Regions from separate parts of the Mus musculus genome. Here all the other regions are linked to region 3. Evidence: chromatin contacts called from public Hi-C and HiChIP or PLAC-seq data. All regions are on one chromosome and are shown on one strand. Each heading gives the region's core, a stretch centred on a gene start, on an enhancer-like site or on the middle of the called end of the contact. The rest is flanking DNA. Distances are from core to core; before and after follow the strand shown.

Region 1 (3,374 bases), core at 570-3,069, 280 kb before region 3:
ACCCCAAACCAGCTCAAACTGAAACAGATTGTCTATTCTTCATATTAGGTGCATTGGGATACACTTGAATAGAAACTGTCTAAATTTGATTTGCTGAGGGTAAAGAAGTTTATCCTATTTTCTTAGAGAGAGTTGTACAGGTAGTCCAGTGCAGGCATGGATCTAATGTTGCTAGGTGCTTTATTCAGAGAGGGTTATGTGTGCATAGTACACACGGAAAAAGGATCTAGGCTGCCTGGTACATTACTAGAGTGGGAGTGTGTATAACCCAAACCAAGCTGGGTCCCAGGTTACTAACCGATTTCCTTGCCTGCCTCAGTGTTGTCTTCACCAATAAAATATGCTGTGTGGTTTTGGAGTTTTGATTGTTTCTGTTTTGAGACAGGGTCTCATGTAGCTCAGGCTAGCCTCTTACTGACTGCGTAGCTGAAAATGGACTTGAACTCTGATCCTTCTGGTTCTGCCTCCCAAGTACTGAGGTCAAAAGCATGTGCCAGGCACATGGCTGACGCTGTGAGTTTTGTAGCAGTGCATAAAGTCGTGGTCTAGGTTCTGAGCAAATGAGCTCAGTCCAAATTCTAATTTTGCTTTTAATTTTAATTTTTTCATTCTTGGAGTGGAGACCCGGTGGTTGGGGCCTGGTGAAGTTAGTTCTTAGTAGGGTTTCAGGTTTAGTCTGTCCTTGTGTCATTAGGCCTTGCAAGTTTAGATCTGGGAAGACCTGCTTAGCAGGCCTCTGGAAATATGAATGGGCTTGTTGTCAAAGAGATGCCATGACTGTAGGAGGAAGCCCCTTGGTTAGCCTATCCTATCTCGGGTGCTCACATCTAATCGTGGCATCTTTTTTGGCAGCTAAAATAATTTTTCCATCATGTGGATTTCTATTCCCATCCAGAATTTATACTCTTTCATTAGTTTTTAGTATTTCTATAAAGATGCAATTGGTTTTTTTTTAAGATATGTGGCATTTGTACATATTTTATCACAGGTATTGTACAGTGTGCAGTGATTAAATCAGAGCACATATGTAGCCTCCATTCTCTGCTGTTGCCACCCGTGTGTCCCAGCCACATTCTGGAATAGTTGTCTCTGACATCATCCTCTTTGCCATGGCTAATCCACATGCCTCCCTCCCTGAGCCTGCCCAGGTTCTAATATCTACTAGGCCACCTGTATGAGAAGAACATCTTTAGCTCCTGTGTGTAAGGAAGATTGTATGTACAGGCTATAATGCCCCCAGAGTCCAGCCATGTTGCTGTAGAGTTCTGTTCATACATGCTTCACCCTTGCTTCCTTGTGAGAAAGAATGGTTGTGCACAGCTGGATCTTGTGCACGGCAGGTCACCTGGATTCTCAGAGACTCTTGCTATGTCTGGGGTTGGGGCTAGTTTTAGAAATTGCACTTGAAACAAGCAAGAGTTTGGCCTCTTTCCTGGTTTTGTAATCAGAAGCTTGGCTCTGCCTATGTGCATAGCATTTGAACTGTCATCTTTAGTTTCAGTCCAAAGAAAGGCAAACCCCTGCCTTTTAGTGGTTATACTTGCAGAAACAGAAAACTGAAAAATGGTGGAACTTTTGAGACCTCGGCAGTTCTGGTTTGTTCAGATCAAGCCTCTGGTAAGCTTTCTGAACTTTCTTCTCTCCCAGTGATATGTAATTTCTTTCTAACTTTCTTCTTGACCCAGTGTTGTCTATTGACGTAATTTCAAAACCTAAACACACGAATTTCAGCAGGAAGCTAGCTTCTCAGGGCAGGCCGATCCCTTGTAAGTCCTGTGCTTCTGCCTTGTGTTTTCTAGCGTTTGCACCATGTGGGTCTTGGAGTGGTGACGGTGGAGCGTGTCATCCCCACACTGTGGGCACAGTGTTTACACATCCCCTTGCTTCTTGACTCTGCTGCCAAACTCATCACTATGGCTGCTGTTTCCTGGTTATGGTGGCCCCTCAGGAGGCCACAGAGGACAAAGAAGTGTCCCATAGAAACTGTGACTTTTAAAGCGCTAGTGGACCACTAACTGAGCCAGTTTTCCTGCTTTAGTGCAACATGAAACTGTTCTGTGGTTTGAAAAGTTTTGACTTGATATTTAATAACTCCATAGATGCTAACTGGCTTCCCAGAAGCCTGGTGTTCTGAAACACCATAGAAAGTACTCATTTTTGTTCTTCTATATTTTGTAAGAATTTTATCTCAAGGAATAAGAAAAACAATTTTGTTTTTTATGTGTTTCAAAATGTAGAGAACACGAAGCAGAAAATATATAGCAATTGCTATATATACTACTGGAAACATTGTTTCTATTTTTACTACTTGTAGATTTTCAGTTGGATTTCTCTAAGTTCTTTATTTTAACCTCCTTTCCTGCTATCCTTTACACAATGTAACTAAAAACATCACACACACACCCTTCATCCTTCACTCTGCAAAGCTCGCCAAAGAACTATCCCCTTGTATAGTTCATAGATAGGAAATGTCCGTTCTACTCATTAGAACAGGCTGATTTAAGTCAGCCCAGCTTTCTGGTGGCACAGGGGTCTCAGTGCTGCTTTCTGAATTAGTAACTAACTGTTAAAAGCTGTGCACATGTGAGACATCTGACGCCCTTTTTAGGTAGCTTAGTTCTGCCTTCTGTAGCCTCAAAGATATCTGTGCTTTGTTAATGACTAAGTCACGATAAATAGATGCTTTGGGGGGGCGAACAGCTAAGCCTTTTTGACAGTTTTGACTCCTTCAATGACTTGATTTGCATATTTCTTATTGTAGGTCATAGTGAAGTGGTTTGAGTGTCACTAGAGCATATGTAGACATCATGCCCTTTGCATGGCCTAAAAACCAGCTGTCTTCCTTTCCCAGTGGTACTTAACAGCACACACACACACACACACACACACACACACACACACCCTAGACCAATCTCACACTGTGACCCTATGGAGTTGATTAACACCTGTCTGCAGCTCTTGGACTTTGAACAGTGCCAGCCATGGGCCAGGATCATTCCAGGAAGTGAAGTGGTCTTGCGGTTATATAATCTCTGATGCTGCATTGTCTTGTCTTTTTCTCTGTTTTGGTTTAACTGCACACAGCACCCAAATGTAACAGAGAGGCACACATTCCTTTTTACAAGTTGCAGGAGTAAGAAACTGAAGGTGCCGCATGCCCGTCTCCACTGTGGGGGCAAGGGCCCTAGAATGGCCACAGTTTACTTCCTAAGCCTGTGTCTCAAAGAAGGGAGAATACCTTCTACCCGTTTTCTATGGCTGGTAGAGCCTCCTGCACACCGGGCTGGTTCTACTTCGTGGGCCCAAGCTTCTTTGCCTCTGTGCATCAGGTAGCACACAAATAAATGTGGCACTGTCTTGTATAGCCTAAAGGA
Region 2 (3,494 bases), core at 318-2,817, 340 kb before region 3:
ACATTTATCTACATGGCTAGCAAAGTCACAGAGCAATCCCATTTCAATTGTTTAAAAAAAAAAAAAAAGCCCATTGGTATTTCTGTGGGTTGCCTTGGTTACTTCACATTGGGAGCTTCCATGTGAACAGCGTCTGTCTGGCAGAGCCCAGCTGGAGGCAGCACCATGAGTTGTCCTGAGTGACAGCTAAATTAAGAACGTTTCCAAAGGAAGGAGTGGCTGAGTGAGGACACCCTGGTTCTGGGAGGCTGTGGGCGCTAGTTATGAGGCAGCAGGTACCCCAGGGTGAGTTCAGTTCAGATTACAGACATTCAGGGGATTTTCAGTTCTGCTGAGAATTAGCTGTGTGACCTTGTGGATAGTTTTACCTCTCTGGGCCTCAAGTTCCTCTTCTGGGGAATAAATACTCAAAAGCTATTTCTAAAGGTCCTTCTAGATGAGGAACCTAGGAAGAGAGCGGGGAGGGGGAGGACTTTTTCAAGGTCCCATTGTTCCTCCTTTACCAACTTGGTCGCAGGGTCAACATCAATTCCATAGAGCACCTCCCTGTGTCAAGGACACAGGGAACTCGTTGTCCAACCACACTAAGAAATACCTCCGTGTGCTTTTCCATCCCACTTACTTGTCTGTGCATGGGCAAGGATATGTTTTGATTATGAACACCGAAGGCTCGTACTGGAGCCAACTTTGGCCAAGGTGAGGGCTTGAGACATGGGACCAGCAAGGAGCTCGTAAGTCATCAGCAACAGTACCACTGGGACTCAGCAGTTACGCCTCTCAGCTGGAGTGTGGAGCAAAAACCACTCTCACCCATCTCACGGGCCCAGGGAGAATGTGGTCCTGGACTATATCCCCAGTGCTGAGGAGAAGGGGAGGACCTTACCCCAGCTGCCTCATTTCTCCTTGCCAGCATCTTCATTCTCTACTTCTGCTCAATTTGCTACTTGATTGAAAATAGCTCTGACCAAAACGTTTTCTATGGGATGAGACCCACCTCTCACTCCTTCATCTGAATCCCTAAGAAGCATAAATGCCAATCTTGTACCAAGACCCTCTACCTTATTCCCACTCCACTTTATGAGACCAAACTCAAGCGGAGGTTGAGGTGGCCCTTAGTGCATCCACTTACAAGAGTAGGATGGGAGAAACTCTTGCCTAAGGAAGATCTGGCCTCTAACTCGATCAGGGTCGATGATTGGTTGGGTTATGCCAATCTCTGAGCCCTGGAGGAGTCGTCACATGTGTTCTGAGTGAACACGTTAAGGAAGATAACCAACTAAAAGTGAAATTACTGGGAAAGATAGGCTCACCAAGTGAACCCTACTTCGGGACTTTAAAAAAGAAACTAAAAAGATATTAACTACACAACATAAGCCACCCAGCTTTTGAAAAGAGGTTCCTAGAAGGCAGTGAAACCAGGCAGTAAACATCGAAGCCAGCAGCGTATTAGCAGTTTGCATTAGAAGGCATGCTGCCGCTGTGCGCCTGCATTTCTGCACCAGGAGAGGACCAGCAGGAACCCACAATGCTATGACATTGGTTTTGAATTTTCAGTGACTTGGGCGGGGGTGGAGGGGCGGTTCTTACAGACCCACATCACTTTAAAAGTTCTGACATCAGTAAGGCATGCACAGAGCCTAGAAAAAGGATGCTTTTCGGTTTGCTTCCCCGTGGTTACAACCTTAAAGTTTAAAGAAAGTATCTCATGGAAAATGGTGGCTGTCAGCCCTTCCTCATTTTACAAGAGGCTCAACAACTCTCAGACAACTGGAGGTTGGTGGACCCCCCACTTCCTGTTCTGGGAAATATCAATCTTCAGTTGTCACTAATGTTACATGTATACAGTGACTAAAGGCACACGTTCTTTCAGAGCTTAGCATCAGACCCAAACCAAGATTGTATTAGGACCATTGGTGGGATAGGTACCCAGGTGCTGATTCTGACACGATCTGTACTGAGGCTTGGTGTTTACACAGCAGATTAACTGTTGGTCTTATCAGCATTGCTCTGTGGTGGTGATATTTTGACCTGATTTATGCTTAGTAGCTGTTACTGCCCCCTGCATTTTGCTAATGTGTGCTATGTTGAAACTGCCATGTATAGTCTGAGTCTCTCTGGCTCCTCCGCAGATGCCTGATTGGAATGACAGACAGACCAGACAGACGGACATTTGTGTGGACAGCCATGCAGACAGCATGAGAAGGCAGTGGGAGGAGAGCCATGACATTCTATATTAAATTATTCATACTGAACATATATTTATAGAAATATTTGTATCATGTTCATATAAATGCATCATATTTAGTGTCTAATTATATTTAATATCATAAAACACAAACTCTGACAGATGAACATTTTTTCCCAGATTCCATTTTGTTCATGTCCTATGGTTCTTTCTAAAAGAAAGAAGTCTTTGATATTGTCTTCTTTAAAAATTAAGGTAATCAGAATTTTTAAAATCTAAAGTGGATAATTCCATAAAATGTATATGACTGACCCCCAAAATTGTAAAATCTAACGTGGAGTTCCAAAGCATCCATTTTGAATGCATATCCTAAGTGTGCAGAGCAGCTCAGTGAGTTGCATAGACCCTGGAGTCTCTAATTCTGCTGTGTGAGGTTTTTACTTGTCTGAAAGTATTTTAATGATAAAGTATTTTGATATTTATAATAAAATGATAAGTATTTTGATGATAACTATTTTAATGATAAAGTATTTTAATGATAAATTTACTTTAAATTTTAAATAAATAAAATGCCTTCTGGATAAAAGTTTTGGGAAAAATTTCAGGACTGTAGCATGCCTATTAGTAAAGTCAATGCATTATTTTTCTCTAAAGTACTGATTGTGTTATAGAAAAAAGTCACGCTTTCTGAAACAGTTTCCTTTTAAAAATTAACTCGATCTTCCTCTGACTGCTCTTGGTTGACTAATCATAAGAAATCTCCCCATGATGAGATAGTTCCAATTCTGATTTTATCATTGTGAGGAAAAGGAAACTTCCATTTTTTTCCCTTAAGAGGGTGTGTCAGTGCTTTTATACAGACAGCCTTTCTCTGAAAGAATACATTTCCTGAGACATAGAATTGTTTAAGCTTAGATAATTAGTTATTCTGATGTTTAAAATGCAAAGCTATTTGTAAAACTCAAGTAAACAAGATTTAAAGGTTATTCTCACAAGCTAAATCCTAGCAACAACAACAAAAAAAAATGGAAGAGAACTAAGTATTGTTGCCATAAGATGATTGTTTTAAAAGAAATACATCCATGGGTTTAGAGAATAGTTCTGGGATGGACCTCTAAGAGTTTCTTTGTGTGTATATAAGGTATGAACACGTCCTTTAAAAATTGCCAAAAAAAAAAAAAAACAAAACAGTGCCCTGCTAGTTGGTCAGTAGTGTGTGTGTTGAGTGTACACACAAGAAGTTTTTAACCCAAGCACTGTGTGCTTCCCTGCAGGTGACTTAGGCTTTAACTGAAAAAGAGTGTAGAAG
Region 3 (3,675 bases), core at 398-2,897:
CATAGGCTATATAACTCCAATCTATAAACTGGAGTGAGACCTTCTTCCCTTAAACTGCTTAGCAGGTACTTGGTTACAACACTGAAAAAACTAACACACTACATATATACATACATACATACAAACAAATATATACATATATACACACATACATATATGTGTGTATACATATATGTGTGTATTCATATATGTATATATGTATGTGTATATATGTATATATTATGCATATGTATATACGTATATACACACACACAAACAAAATGTTCTGTTCTTAAAGGAGAAAAATGGTTTTATTACAGAAAACAAAGACTATTCACATTTCCCTACTGGCATTCTTCAGCATGTAATCACCAAGTGATTGGGTCTTTAAATCGTGTTGTGTCCGAATTTTAATCTGAAAAACTGGTTTTTACGTTGCTGATTTGAAGTTCTAAAAGATCACCAATGGATTCGGCTTGGGAGTAAGGACAAATTTGCAACAATCTCCAAAATGTTTCTAACTGTCCTTCTACCACTGTGTACTATGTATTTGTATGTAGAACTGCTCTTCCTACCGATGATTAGAAAATTAAAATAATCAATCAGCTCTGGAAAGCCCTGAAGATGCTCAGTGTCCCGTAGTTACAAATATTAAACCAAGACTTAACTATGTATGTGAAAAGAACCGAGTTATCCAACTCTATGCTTTCATCTTTAATAAATGGTAAGTTTGATGTATACAAAAATTGTCCTAAAATAAAAAGCTTTGTGATTTACAGATAGTGAATACATAGATTGTCTACCTATTTTATAAACTTACATATAAAACCATGGAAATTCTTTATAAATTTTTGGTGGCAAAAGTTGAAGAAGCCCCATACTAGAATACAGCCTTTACAAATGTTTTGAATGTAATCTTCAAGGTATCACCTTTTGGAAGGTAATAGTTCAAAATGTCTGGTACAGTAAATTAAATAATTGAAAAAGAAAAAAAAAGGACTACTTTCTAATAACTCCAAAAATTGTTTCCAACAAACAGAGGTTCCCCTGCTTAAAAATACTGTCTACTGTGTCAAACAAAAGAGAACATGTAAGAGGCAAGCACACATCAGCGTCTTTCTGTCACCTTTCGAATCACAAATTGTTCACACTTAGATCATTCTTGTTTTGACTTTCAGTTCCTTGCCATTGGGGGAATCTGTTACCAAGCCTGGGCCATCACAAGCTAAGCTTTATAAACAAAGTTAGTAGAGAGATAACCAGTTGCCATTAGTGTTTTTAGTGTAAGGCATTCAAATGGCCGAATGGAGGTGTGGCTGAACCCGCACTTGCTGCTCCCAGAGTAGTAAAGGAAACCATTCAAGCTTCCCGTCCACGTTAGCGCGGGGGACTTAAACAGATTCCAAGCAGACCCTGCACACCAGCCGCTCCTCCGGGTCCAGCCCGGCGGCCTGCGCGGAGGCGGGTGGGGAAGGCTCGGCCCGCGGCTCCCACACTCAGCCCCGCGCCCCGGGTCCCTCACCGCGCCTCCCCAGGTCGCCCAGCCCCGACGGTCCCGTGCCACCGCGGAATTCCACTCCGGACCCGGGGCGTCCTCACCCAGGACGCGACACTCACCTGCAGCTTGCAGGCGGTGTCAGGTCCCAGCCAACCGGTTCCAGGCCGCCGCAGCCAGCACTAGGGCCGCACTTCCGCACGCCGCGAGCGCCGAGCGCGTCGATCCGCCGCCTAGCCGAGCACCGAGTGCTGGATGGACCGCCTCTTCCCAGAGGGGAAGGAATAGAAGGAGGACCAGACTATGGAGAAGGGAAGTTAGAGGATATCGACGGCATGGAAGTGGACAGAGAGGGAAGAAAGGGAAAGTGGGGAGGGAGGAGGAGAGAAGGGTGGAGAGGTGGAAAGGAGAAGAGGAATTGATGGGAAAGGGAGAAAAGAAGGAGGGAAGCAGAAAGGAGGAGAGGGAGAAAGTGGAAGGGTGGAATTCGGGGAGGAAAAAGAGGGGAGGGGTAAAGAGGATACAGTCGGTTAGAGTCACAGTAGATGTTGCCCAAGAGTCCACAGCGGTCAGGGATCAGCACCAGGTCAAGAGGCAAACCTCAGTCAAAGGACTGCATCTAGCCAGGAGTGCCCGCCTTATTAAGATTTCTCACAGGTCAGAGCTTTGGGGTCCCAAGGGTCTGAGTGGCAAATTGATTTGCAAACTCACAAGACCCCCATATTATAGAAACGACTGCTATCTACAGCCCATAAGCCCTAAGGTTTGAAGGTACCCTCCTGTGGACTCTGGAGATGGCCAGCTGAACTGAAGCAGACATATCCCTGTGGCTTCCTCTGTAGCAGGAACGAAGGACAGTGATCTTCAGCAGAGGATAATGGCAGAAGCATAGGGTCTACCTGTGGTTGTGTTGCCATGACTGTGGAGAGAAGTAGCTACGGGGTGCCCATTATCTAAGACCAATAACAGCCTAACCTTTCTAATGCTGAGACCCTTTAATACAGTTCCCCATATCGTGGTGACCCCCAACCATAAAATTATTATGTTGCTACTTCATAGCTGTAATTTTACTACTGTTATGAAGGCAATGTAAATATCTGTTTTCCGATGGTCTTAAACAACCCCTGCGTGAAGATCATTCCCCCAGGGGGGTTAAGAGCCACTGGCCTAAGCTATTTTTTTTTCAGATATCTTTCTGTGAAGCATACCTTATGCTTCATTCAGTACATACACTGAAGAGGGTGTCGTACAGGCACTATGAATTAAGAGATATTGTATGGCTTCATTTTTCTCTCCTATTTGTGAGAAGATACGTCAAAGTGTTTCCAGACCATCCATTTTGAAGATCAAGGGAACACTCTTTATTCGTGAGCAAGAGACTTGGCAGCAGAGGTCCTAAGGAAATACTGTAAGAAATCTCTGGCAGTCACGGAGCCTTTCACTGTGAAACAAAACCCTTCAGGTCTCAGTGACATGCCATTTGTCAGGTAAGGCTGCCTATCATCAAAGCCAGAATGGTGGCTCTGGAAAACTCACAGAGTTTTCCCTGGATCAAAAAAAAATAATAATAATAAATATACTATGCTAGTGAAACAGAAACACTCAGAAGAGGAAAGAGACTCTTTTGTTAACATAAAGAACACTGGTACAATTTTCTTTATTTTTCCCCTCCCTCAAGTTTCTGCTCCTAACCCTGAAACTAACTAGCAAACACTGGTGCAGAAGTTGCCAGAAAATAAAACTGTTAAAACTAAAATTGCTACGGTAGCCACTGAGGCTACAAATCATTGTATAGGTTTATGTTCTCAACACTTTCAGATTTCATTAGAACTAAAAAGAAGGATTTTGACACAGTACTTCCAATCTATCTAAAACAGTCTTCGGAAACACCAGGAGACACCACTAGGCTCCCTGGATAATTTATGTATCTGTTTTGCCTTACATCAATACCTTAAGTACTCAGTACTGCATGGCATGTCAGCTTGAAAGGGGCCATACATAGTTAGTGTGCAACCTAACCCTCAACACAACTGTAAAGATGCCATCTCTTAAGGCGCCTTCTTAGGAGAAGCTAACGATTAGTTAGTTGTCCTTGCTGGGGCATTCCTGCCATATTCATTCTCATAGTATGTACCACAGAGACCCACTGTGACAATGATTCAGTCCACCAGGCTGGCCATCCATTAGACCTGTCAGCAGAG
Region 4 (3,663 bases), core at 301-2,800, 390 kb before region 3:
AGCCCCTATTCATTGTCTTGAGTTTTGTTAATATGGTTACATATGATTTTATATATAAAATCTCATTGTTATATGGTATTCTGTTATTTGAATAAAGCATAGCTACCTCTTTTATTTTACTGTTTTACATCCAGGTGGTTCGTAAACATTAGCTGTTACTTATATACACATTTCTTCTAAGCAATAGACAGTATCAGTTCCCAAAAACTGCCCTACTATTACATCCCACAGAGTAGTAACCATGCATTCCAGTTGTTCACTAACTTACTCCCTTTTCATATTTTCTGAGTTTTCAACTTAGCCATTTTGTTAAGCATGTAATGAATGTAACTTTAGGGGAAAAAAGGTCTTTAAGGGGAACAAAATGTGTGATCTCCCTATGAGAAATGACCCTGTGAGTATTTCAGGGCATTTTCTACTATTCAGAGATGAGCCTTTGAGAAATGAGGGTAGTCTGGAGAAATGGCTCAGCGATTAAGATCATTTAGATGTTCTTTCAAAGGACCCAGGTTCAATTCCCAGCACTTTAGATGCTTTAGAACTGTCCTTAACCTAATTCCAGGGGATCTGATACCCCATTCTGGCTTTCAAGAGCACTGCATGAACATTATTCACAAACAAAGGGGTAGGGAAAAAAAACACACCTAACTACATAAAATAAATAACACTTTAAAAAGACAAGAGGGATTTTTTTTTTCCTTTCCGTGGTCATTTGGATCAGCTTTTCCCTGGAGCCAGACCCTTACCAATTAGGTCCAAACCGTCAAAACCATCTTCCCTTGCCTTCAGAGAGTGTCCTATCTGGTCCTCTGAGTTCTTACGAACACCTCTGAGGCAAACAGAGCCTTCCTGAGTCTTCTTGGTTCTGACAATGGGAGGTGAGGTGAAGCTCACTGATAATGCACTCTCCTAGCATGTATGAGGTTCTGGGTTCAATTCCCAGCATCCACACAAAACCCTGGTAAACAGTACTTACTGAGTGCTGCCAGCCACTGTTCTGGGGCGGAACACAGAACAAAGCACTGTGCTTGCCACTCAGGGGGAGGAGGAGCTAACTGGGTCTTCTCAATAAGCCCATGTTTTCAACTGCCTGTGTTTGAAGCAACAGAAACAGAGCTCTGCATTTTACTTCTTGAGGTGCCCCGGAAGCTCTCAGGTTAAAAAAAGCATCTGGAATAATTTATCATGAAGTGAAAAAGGAGCTTCGGGCAAGCAGCCCTCAGCCACCCATAAATGACAGTACTGTATCACTACAGCGGAAGATGAACTTATTGATCTCGCAAGGGAGTGTAATGAACCGATGCTTGCTTGGTGGACACGGCAGCAGACAAAAAACTATCTAGCCACATAGTGCATGTAGTGGGCAGGAGAAGCCACAGAGTGGGAGACAGTTTCCAGAAAAGGGAAGCTGGAGTTGCATTTTCAAGCCATGTTGCAGACAGGCCCTGTGGGTGGAGCACCCATCCTGGGAAGATGAACTTGCTTCATGCCTGGTTTACAGCTCCTGGGTGCTTTTCATGGTCATACTGTGTTCCTCAGGGCACCCCCAGAGGGAGCTGCATAGCATGCTTCCTGTTTTATAGGCACTAGTGAAGGTAACTCTGAGGGTGGTGGCCATGGCTATGATCCTATCATGCAGGAGGCAGAAGTAGGAGGGTATCAGCTCACTAGATCCCTTCCAGTCTCAGACGTGTTTCCCTTTATGTAAAAAAAACTACCTCTTTATTCTTCTTCTTTCATAATGAAGGGTCAAAGGGTTGGGGAGGTGCTCGATGGTAGATGGGTTACCCAAATATAAGAGGCCATGGATTTGATCCTCTGTACTGGGGATGGGGGCCAGGCAAGGACGTTTCTTTACCTGTTTGAGTCTTCATCTCTGGCACCCAACATTCCTTAAAAGTACAAGCATGCCAAAAGAGTGACAGACAGTTGCTAAATTGGTCATCAGAAAAGTAAGTGACGCCTTCAAGGGAAAGCCAAGTTCCAACAGGGATTCATGTGCCTGGGACTTTGTACCAGTCTTTGGCTAGTTAAATGTCACCATCTGGACAGTGGGAAACTGCTGATTGTCACTCACTGAGTGTCTCCTGTGCAGAGGGACTGTCCTTCCCACTTCCCCAGTGTCCCCCAAGCTTGTGCAGGCTCTGGTTACCTGTTCTATTTCAAAGTAGCCAGGGTGTGGGCTAGGAGTTCCCCCAGAAGGAAGAAAAGGGAAGAGCTGTGTTCTGAAGAATGACCGGAGCCTCCACATAAAGGCTTCTCTTCTCTGGGGAGCCTTCGCTCTGTTGCAGCTGTGGAAGGCACTTCACAGGTCCATATCAGCAGGCTCTATGGAGATGCTCAGAAAACTCCTTCTTTTCTGCCAGCCATTAATTCCGTCCTTGTCCTGGACTGAAGAGTGGTGTTTTCCTTTGCATTTTGAGAATAGAGCCTTGACTAGCTCTAGCTCTGTTCTGTGTGTCCCAGTTTGAACCCTGAATCAGCAGCTACTTCTCAGACTACTTCAGGTTTGGGCCTGTGTTGAGGACAGGGACCACGCTTCAGCAGAAAGGTCAGTGATGTTCCAGATGTAAGAAGGAAGGAATCTAGAGATGTGAGTGCTCAGGCCTAATGGGGGCAAGGGTGTGTCTGTGACTTTTCCATTGGTGAAGTCCTGGACCACTAGGGAGAAACTTAGGAGATCACAGGAAAAACCCACAAGGGTGCCTCTCTCTGTGGAGAGGAAATCACCAAGTTGATAATAGTGAGAGAGAGAGAGAGAGAGAGAGAGAGAGAGAGAGAGAGAGAGAGAGAGAGAGAGAGGAGGATAGTACATAAGTACATACCAGGAAACCAAGCCATAAATTATGAAAGTATCAGTTACTCCCTGAGAGCCCCTGTTTTTAACTGACTTCTGTTGGTGGGGGAAGGGAATAGATCTATGTCTCAGGACTTTGGGTAGTAATTGCACATAGCAAAGCATTTCTTTCTTAATGTATAGGAAGAGCCAAGCTCTGGCTGAAATCCCATGAAACTGAATTAATTGTCTTGTCTTTTATTCTTCACTCCTGGGGAGGTCTGATTTCTCTCAGGTATCTGTGGATCTCCCAGAAGGCGAGGCTCTCCCAGGCACTGTGACTTCCATAATAGACTCCCTGGTGTCACTCTTCTCCCTCCGGGTCTACACATGTCATTTTGTGTGAATCCCATAGCCCAAAACCTTTACCTGAAATTTGAGATGTTTTCCCATAGAGTTTAGGGCATGAGTGCTCCCTGCTTTGCCCCAGGATCAATGAGAGGGTACCTTATATGTGTCCTTTCTCTTTCCTCCTACCCATCTCTGGGTCTATGCCACCATCCTGTGCAAACTCCACCCTCCCCTCCCCCATCAGCTCCACTAACTTCCTTCCTTCTTTTTATTTTGAATATTATAATTTAAAAAATTATTGCTTAATTATGTGGATTTTAGCCTATATGCATATCTGTGTACCATGTGTGCTCCCTGGTACCTACAGAGGCCAGAAGAGGGTGTCACATCCCCTGGAAATGGAGTTACAGATGGTTGTAAGCTACTCTGTGGGTACTGGGAATATATTTTTTTTGGCTTGAATTATGGCTCAGTGGCATAACATGTGCTTAGAAAGTTCCTAGGTTTCATCCCCAAATCACCAAATAATTCCTGTG

The links. A called contact is a pair of places that touch in the nucleus more often than the background predicts. HiChIP or PLAC-seq counts read pairs in DNA pulled down with a chosen protein or histone mark.
Region 1: a contact with region 3 is called in an H3K4me3 HiChIP or PLAC-seq map of pro-B cells, with 2.0 times the contacts expected there. The contact joins the enhancer-like site here to the promoter of Exoc2 in region 3. A contact is called at or near these places in 2 of 39 promoter capture datasets (3T3-L1-derived adipocytes and pre-B cells) and 4 of 115 datasets of contacts at active chromatin or transcription factors (the SCID.adh cell line, effector CD8 T cells, memory CD8 T cells and 1 more).
Region 2: a Hi-C map of Th1 cells shows a contact between it and region 3, with 3 times the contacts expected there. The contact joins the enhancer-like site here to the promoter of Exoc2 in region 3. A contact is called at or near these places in 2 of 39 promoter capture datasets (the 3T3-L1 cell line and pre-B cells), 2 of 484 Hi-C or Micro-C datasets (Th1 cells and double positive thymocytes), 6 of 115 datasets of contacts at active chromatin or transcription factors (the 230-238 cell line, the NIH/3T3 cell line, bone marrow-derived macrophages and 3 more) and 2 of 9 other capture datasets (adipose tissue and liver).
Region 4: an H3K4me3 HiChIP or PLAC-seq map of bone marrow-derived macrophages shows a contact between it and region 3, with 2.7 times the contacts expected there. The contact joins the enhancer-like site here to the promoter of Exoc2 in region 3. A contact is called at or near these places in 4 of 39 promoter capture datasets (the C10 cell line, the HPC-7 cell line and pre-B cells), 11 of 484 Hi-C or Micro-C datasets (B cells, the C10 cell line, CD4 T cells and 7 more), 8 of 115 datasets of contacts at active chromatin or transcription factors (the 230-238 cell line, CD8 T cells, the SCID.adh cell line and 4 more) and 2 of 9 other capture datasets (liver and macrophages).

What each region holds. Positions count from the first base shown.
Region 1 is chr13:30,690,207-30,693,580 of GRCm38.p6, forward strand. The region is part of intron 3 of Dusp22 (dual specificity phosphatase 22); the gene reads left to right. Among named protein-coding and RNA genes, the nearest start is that of Dusp22, 32 kb to the left of the region's middle. Within about 2 kb of position 1,820, at least 45 of the 459 cell types and tissues checked have an H3K27ac peak or open chromatin away from gene starts, as enhancers often do. A contact at or near this core is called in memory CD8 T cells and pro-B cells, where this site is marked.
Region 2 is chr13:30,628,459-30,631,952 of GRCm38.p6, forward strand. No RefSeq gene overlaps it. Among named protein-coding and RNA genes, the nearest start is that of 4930519D14Rik, 15 kb to the left of the region's middle. Within about 2 kb of position 1,568, at least 28 of the 459 cell types and tissues checked have an H3K27ac peak or open chromatin away from gene starts, as enhancers often do. A contact at or near this core is called in Th1 cells, where this site is marked.
Region 3 is chr13:30,972,400-30,976,074 of GRCm38.p6, forward strand. Exoc2 (exocyst complex component 2) reads right to left here and starts at 1,648. Exons shown (of 28, transcript NM_025588.2): 1 at 1,597-1,648.
Region 4 is chr13:30,581,236-30,584,898 of GRCm38.p6, forward strand. No RefSeq gene overlaps it. Among named protein-coding and RNA genes, the nearest start is that of Gm35109, 32 kb to the right of the region's middle. Within about 2 kb of position 1,551, at least 26 of the 459 cell types and tissues checked have an H3K27ac peak or open chromatin away from gene starts, as enhancers often do. A contact at or near this core is called in CD8 T cells and bone marrow-derived macrophages, where this site is marked.